Regions from separate parts of the Ovis aries genome. Here region 2 is linked to region 1. The links are chromatin contacts, called in public Hi-C maps. All regions are on one chromosome and are shown on one strand. Each heading gives the region's core, a stretch centred on a gene start, on an enhancer-like site or on the middle of the called end of the contact. The rest is flanking DNA. Distances are from core to core; before and after follow the strand shown.

Region 1 (3,633 bases), core at 316-2,815:
CTCCCCAGGCAGGGTGGTCGGAGAAGCTGTCAAGGTCATCACCAACTCTGAAATCCTCATGCTCCTCCATGAATAGGTTTTCAGGAAAGGAAGAAAAACACAATGGGCTGTCATTCTAATCAGAGAACATTGATAATGCTTTTACTAGAAAAAGGTCAGGGGCTTTTTGCCAATTTCAGCCAAGTATCCAAGGACATCCTGGGCATGTAGAAATCTGGGGGGAATAGTGAGAGATTAGTGAGCTCCGGGGCATGACAAGACACAGCTAGTGAGACACCCCCCGCCCCTGATTACACCCGCTTCTCTGCACTTAGCGGAATGAAACTGAACCCCATGTGGGCTGGGCCCCACCATTAGAGAAGAACAGGCCTTCTCACTCCAGAACTCAGGGGGATCTTGAGGGCTCAGGGGTGTCTCTCACCCTTTAGATTTTACTAGCACTGAGCTCTACTAATCTGGGGCAGCTAACATATAGTGACTTGTATTTGGTGATTTAATCTCTTTATAATTCTGTTTAATTCACTCATCAATTGATAAAAAGAATTCCCAATGTATCCAAAAGATTCACAAAGTTGCTCTCGCCCCTTCATCAATTCATTCAGTGTGGTTTTCTTCATGTCTGTCATGAACTTGTGGCCCAGCCCAACAGCATCTTACCCCTGTCCTCCTCATCCACTTGGAAGGAACACCCCCAGCGCCCTCTTAAGCCAGAGATCCTGATGCAATTCATTAGTGGCTTCTGTCCCACCTAGACTAGGGTCTAAACTCCAGAAGGATTGCACCATTCACAACCCAGAGAAGTAGCCGCCCAGCTGCTGCCTGGGCCCCAGGAGTTGCTTTTCCATGTGACAAAACACGCAGGGTGCGGGGCAGAAGCACCTTCAGACCCTTTGGCATGGCTCTAAGGGACCGTCAGTTCAGACTCTGTATCTTTATAGAGAGGACATGGATTAGTAACCTTTGATTTTGTTCCTAGAGAAGGAATGAGGGAAATACATAAAGATGGTAAAAATCCCCTGTGACTCATCATTAAGAGATAATTGTTTTTAATATTTTGATGTTTACTATTTCAATTTTTAAAAAAATTCATACATAAACACTAACAGTATTTTTACAAAAACAGAATTACTCTGTAACACTTTTTTATGACTCCCTTCCAAAGCATAAATTATTGTGACTATTTCCTCATATTTCATATTTCATAATATTGCTTAGTATGGATATAACAGTTTATTTAACTTCCTCTCTATTGACATCTAAGTTATTTACAGTGTTTTTCCTACTGGGCAAAAAATAAATTTTTAAAAGAGATGATGGGCATATCTTATTATTAATAACTCACTATGCATCCCTCTCCCTTGGTTTTTCCTTCTGTTTCCTCCACCAGCTTGTCAGCCAAGCCAGAACTCTGGAATCAATCCTATCCCCTCCCTGCCTCTCACCCCCACCCCACCCCCCCATCCAATTAGTCACCAGTCGCCCAACAGTCTCTTCCGTTGGGCCTCAGCCCTAGCTCAGACCTTGTCTGTTCTTTCTGGAGTTATCACAAAGTTCTGGTCTCCCGGAGACACCCCTCAATTCCTCCTCCTCCCCACTCTGAATCATTTTGGAACCAGGATGATATTCAGTTTGCTCATCTAATGTCATTGGGGGCAGAGAATGCAGCCAAAAGCTCCTAGTCTTGGCAGAAGAGAACTGTGTTTAATGGGGATAGCCATACTCATGTTTTGAGGATGCCAGCCTCCAGGGGACAGGGGAGAAATTGGTGATGGGGTGTCAGAAGGAGACAGTTCTGAATCTCTGGGATCTCTGCTGAGGGTCCTCTGGGGTTAGTCAGGGTGCTGGCTGGGAGCTCAACCTTGGGCCGCTGGCTGGAGCCCTTCTGGGCCCTTCCCCTCTGCTTTCATAAGTCCTCACTCTGGCAGGAGCGCCCAGCCCCTCCTTGGAGAAGCGAAGGGGAAGCCAAAACTCAATTCTGGGAAGATGAAGGCCCTCCGGGCAGGAGAGACTGTGCGTGTTGAAGGCTGGCTGCAGCGGGATACAGATCCCACTGGGAGTTGGGTAATCCTGTGACTTTGGCTCCAGACACTTCTTTAGTCCAGAGACATGACACTGCCTCTTGGGTGCAGAGGGAAAATAACCTTATGTTCTCCTTTTAATCAGGGTCAACTTGGAATCTCAGACTTTAGAAAAACATGAAAGGCCTTTTATTCCAGCCTCTCTGTCGCCTACTAATGTTGTCTCCCCAGAGTATTCCAAACACAGCCAGCTCCTTCCAGGCCCTTCCTTCCAAGGAAGGAAGGCTTTTCAGTCTTCACATGGATCTTTAGAAAGCTCTTCTTGGACCACGACGGGGAGGCCCTTTCTCACGTCCTTGCCTTTGCTTTGTAAGTTGGCTCTGTCCTTTCCCATCTTCTTCACCAGGGCAAACTCCCATTCCTTCTTCAAATCCTAACCTAAGGTCACTTCCACCTTCCTTGTATCTCACAGACTGCGTTCTGTCTCTGGATTCTCCCACAGTCCCCTGAGTGTCTCGTTATCATTGGCAATTGTTAGTTTACTCTTCTACATTCGTCCCTGTTCTCCCCTAGCCCCTCCTGCCACCATGCACACTTCTGAGGGTGGTACCCTGGCTGATTCATTTATCACCAGTGCCTGGCCCAGGGCTTGGCCAAGAAAGAAGGCCTGAATGAGTGGATGAAAAGGGAAGAAAGGAGGGTCCCAGAACTCTAAACAGCAAGAGCTCCTGGATCACCTTTGTTATCCCAGGTCCCTGATTGTAGTTGTTCTTGTAAGTCGTGTCTGACTCTTTGTGACCCCGTGGACTAGAGCACACCAGGCTTCCCTGTCCTTCACTATCTGCCAGAGTTTGCTCAAAATCATATCTATTGAGCCACTGATGCCATCCAACCATCTCATCCTCTGCAGCCCTCTTCTCCTTTTGCCTTCAATCTTTCCCAGCATCAGGGTATTTCCAATGAGTCGACTCTTCACACTGGGTGGCCAAAGTATTGGAGTTTTAGCTTCAACATCATTCCTTCCAGTGAATATTCAGGGTTGATTTCCTTTAAGATTGACTGGTTTGATCTCCTTGCAGTCCAAGGGACTCCCTCCCTTATTCCTGGTCTTACTGGATCCTCACAGCAGCCCTGAAGTGGTTGATGGATGGGCCACACGTCCTGGTTGGCAAACAAGGAAGCTGAGGTCCAAGGGGAGAAGTGACCTGTTCAAGGTCACTTCAGAATGCCTTGCGGGAGACCAGGAACTGTTTCCTTCCTTCCTCACCTTCTTTTCCTCAGCTTCTCTCACCTGATTCCGGTCCCTCAGGACAGCTAAAGCAGAGCTGGGTTCCGTGAGACCTGAGGGATTTCAGAGGCCTGGAAGTAGTTCCGGGCAGGGAAGTGTGTGGATGGCGTGCATGCAGGCTCCCCGGGGTGTTTGTGGGGGAAGGGTGATGCTGGCTCCCACAAGACCCCAGATGAGGTCTGGCACCAAGATATCTCCCAGGTCCCCTTTCTACCCCCTGCTCCTCAAAGGGGAATCCCAGATGGCCCCCCAGTGTCCAGAGAGCTCTAGCCATGTCAGTTGAGTCAACAGAATGCTGTGCCATGACAGCCACTGATTAATCACCTA
Region 2 (3,633 bases), core at 709-3,208, 85 kb before region 1:
ACATTGCCTTTCTTTGGGATTGGAATGAAAACTGACCTTTTCCAGTCCTGCGGCCACTGCTGAGTTTTCCAAATTTGCTGGCATATTGAGTGCAGCACTTTCACAGCATCATCTTTTAGGATTTGAAATAGCTCAACTGGAATTCTATTACCTCCACTAGCTTTGTTCATAGTGATGCTTCCTAAGGCCCACTTGACTTCACATTCCAGGATGTCTGGGTCTAGGTGAGTGATCACATTGTAGTTATCTGGGTCATTAAGATCTTTTTTTGTATTGTTCTTCTGTATATTCTTGCCAACTCTTCTTAATATCTTCTGCTTCTGTTAGGTCCATACCATTTCTGTCCTTTATCATGCCTATCTTTGTTCCCTTGCTATCTCTAATTATCTTGAAGAGATCTCTAGTCTTTCCCATTCTATTGTTTTCCTCTACTTCTTTGCACTGATCACTTAGGAAGGCTTTCTTATCTCTCCTTGCTATTCTTCAGATGGATATATCTTTCTTTTTCTCCTTTGTCTTTCACTTCTCTTCTTTTCTCAGCTATTTGTAAGGCCTCCTGAGACAACCATTTTGCCTTTTTGCATATCTTCTTCTTGGGGATGGTTCTGATCACAACCTCCTATACAATGTTAGGAACCTCTATCCATAGTTCTTCAGGCACTTTGTCTATCAGATCTAATCCCCTGATTCTGTCACTTCTACTGTATAATAGTAAGGGATTTGATTTAGGTCACACCTAAATGGTCTAGTGGTTTTCCCTCCTTTCCTCAATTTAAGTCTGAATTTTGCATAGGAAACTGGAATGTTAGGGCCATGAATCAAGGTAAATTGGAAATGGTCAAACAGGAGATGGCAAGAGTAAATATCAAACACCCTTCGGAACTTGTCCTTAATCTGCCCTCTAGGATGCCAGGGAAAAGTGATCACCTGGAGTGGGAAGCTAATGGCCACTGGAGCTGCTGACTGCAGTAGTGAATGAGCTGGCACTGGAGAAGCCACGGAAGCTTCAGGATCTGGGCACTGCATGGATGAACACTTACACTGCAAGGGTCAGGCACTTAAGAAGCCACCAAGCCAGCACACCAGAACCAGGAAGGGCAACTCGTCCTCTAGCAATATCTCTCCAGCGCCCTCTACTGACAAAATTTAACATCTGGCTAGTCGGCAAAGGAAACAAATTTAAACAGCACAGGTCCATTTCCACAGAGCAAGCAATGAATGATGAATTTAGATCTAAGAGGTAATATACTGATAATTATTATTGATAACAATTATAAAACTATGTTTTTACCGAAACATATGTTTATTATTGCTGGGCCAAACTATGCTTGGTGATGGTTCCCCAAGCACCAAAGTAAGAGAGTTTTAAGATAGTAAAGCAATGGGTTTTTTTTTTTCTACAATGTGGTTATCTTGTTTTTATAATTTAAAATTAAAATATTAATAATATAAATAAATGATAGAAAATAAAGACTAAATTTCTTCTACTAAGAGTTTAATTGAGCTTGAGCTGCTTTCAGAAAATTCAATTAAAACACAGGGTTTTTCCCCCCAGAAATAAAACTAGAGATTCATTCATATACCACACAATAGTGTACTAAAACATTAAAGTAAGAAAAATCTTTTTTTTCTAGAGGAAATCCTGTTTGGATATGGACAAAAGGGATTTTTTAAACTCTAAAACTATGGTATTTTTATACTCTGAAACACAGTATCTTTGAATTCTCCTCTCAATACAAATTATGGGTGAGGCTGACAACATTTCAGTAATTTCAAAATTTATTAATCGGTAAAGTCATCTTTTAGCAAATGATAAGAAAACTCAAGTATCTAAAGCATAAGAAAGAAGGTCAGGGGAAACAGGAAATGTGCCAAAGAGTTAAGTTTGAAATAATGCTGAACAAAGATGCAGTAGCTTCAGCATGACCGCAGGTGGAGCCTGCAGTGTGCTCAGCAGTCTTAAAACGGCTCCTCAACTGGGCAAAATACATGAGTCCTGGGACAAAAGAGTAGACAATTTAGAGCTCAGCTTTATTTACAATTGTATAACCACCACCCAGAGCTAAGGGTGAAAAAATAGAACCATTAAAACCTGGTGAAGCTGAAAAAGTGATCTATACTGCTTCACTGCCACTGCCAAGGAGCCCTCCCAAGCAGTCAGCAAATGAGCTAGATGAAATCAGTTACCGGTTTGAGCCTGAAAGCAACCTGGTACCTTCCTCAAAGCAAGTTCATTTTGTCAAATATTTTACTGCCTATCCAAGTGTTCAAATAATACTAAAGACTCTCAGAGCTTCAGAGTCTTTGGAGCTGGGAAAGGGGAGATCAACTCATTTAATCTCAATTATAGAAGGCAACATTCTGTACATACTTATTACCACTTTCTGTGTGAACTTGGCAATTTATTTATGCTTAAGTCTTAGTTTCTTGACCTATAAAACACAGGAAAATACTATTTAAATAATTAAAATAATGAAAATAAATACAACCAAATAACACATTATAAAGATTATTTCTGATATGAGAAATATCCATGGAACATTATCTGGGATCTTCTACAATCTTGCTGTGCTAAAAATTAAGTGCTGCCCAGGAATTGTCTTAGTACTTAAATCAGCTCCAGAACAGTTGTCACAAGGGAGAAAGTCTGTCTTCCAATCCAGACAAGGAAAGTTGAGTACTCTGATTCACCAAGTTTAAAATATACATATATGTATATGTGTGTGTGTGTGTGTGTGTGTGTGTGTGTGTGTGTGTTACAGGTGCTCCTTAGCAGCTATTTTTTTTTAAAGTCTTTGCTAAATTTGTTACAGTACTGCTTCTGTTTTATGTTTTGGTTTTTTGGCCACAAGGTATATGGGATCTTAGCTCCCTGACCAGGGATAGAACCTGTACCTCCTGCATTGGAAGGCGAAGTCTTAACCACTGAAGCACCAGAAGTCCCTCCTTAGCAGCTTTTAATTAAGACAAATATCAGAATAAAAACAAAAAACCAATACAGGTCTGTCTTACTTTAAAAAGTGATAAACACAAAGCAAGTTCAATTTGACAGACATTCACTAAGAATTTTTTATGGGCAAAGCACTGAATCAGGAGATAGGAAGAAAGGTTAACAACGCTGGTTCCTGTCCTGAGAAAATGTATGTGTGTGTGTATATATATATATATATATATATATATATATATATACACATACATACATACATATACACACACACACACACAATTTAGTAGGAAAGACAAACAGATAAGCAACCAGTAACGGTGAATGGCAGGATGAAACAGCACAAACAGTATACAGAGGGAACCCAAGAAGGGCTTCAGTAAGGAGGTAGCACTTGACCTGTCTTGAAAGAAGGAAAGGTAAGTATTTATCATTATCAATACAAGAAGCACCTTATTTTCTCTGCAGCACATACAATAGCTTCAAAACATTATTTAATTTATGAAAACCATTTTTTCACATTATTTTTTAAAAACATCTCAGTTACACTTTCACTTTACTGCATTTAAGTTGTAACAAAAATATTTTAAAATTACATATCGTAAAAATGGAAATAATCACATTAAATTCAAGAAGTACATTTTAGATTTGGGAAGAAAGGCCAAAAACAAAGGGGTAAAGACATGAGA

What was found. Hi-C and Micro-C count contacts between places; a contact is called where the count stands out from the background.
Region 2: a Hi-C map of liver shows a contact between it and region 1, with 4 times the contacts expected there. The contact joins two enhancer-like sites. A contact is called at or near these places in 9 of 16 Hi-C or Micro-C datasets (hypothalamus, liver, mesenteric adipose tissue and 4 more).

The regions. Positions count from the first base shown.
Region 1 is chr15:54,977,308-54,980,940 of ARS-UI_Ramb_v3.0, reverse strand. No RefSeq gene overlaps it. Among named protein-coding and RNA genes, the nearest start is that of TSKU, 30 kb to the right of the region's middle. Within about 2 kb of position 1,565, at least 9 of the 54 cell types and tissues checked have an H3K27ac peak or open chromatin away from gene starts, as enhancers often do.
Region 2 is chr15:55,063,071-55,066,703 of ARS-UI_Ramb_v3.0, reverse strand. The region is part of intron 1 of ACER3 (alkaline ceramidase 3); the gene reads right to left. Among named protein-coding and RNA genes, the nearest start is that of ACER3, 48 kb to the right of the region's middle. Within about 2 kb of position 1,958, at least 9 of the 54 cell types and tissues checked have an H3K27ac peak or open chromatin away from gene starts, as enhancers often do.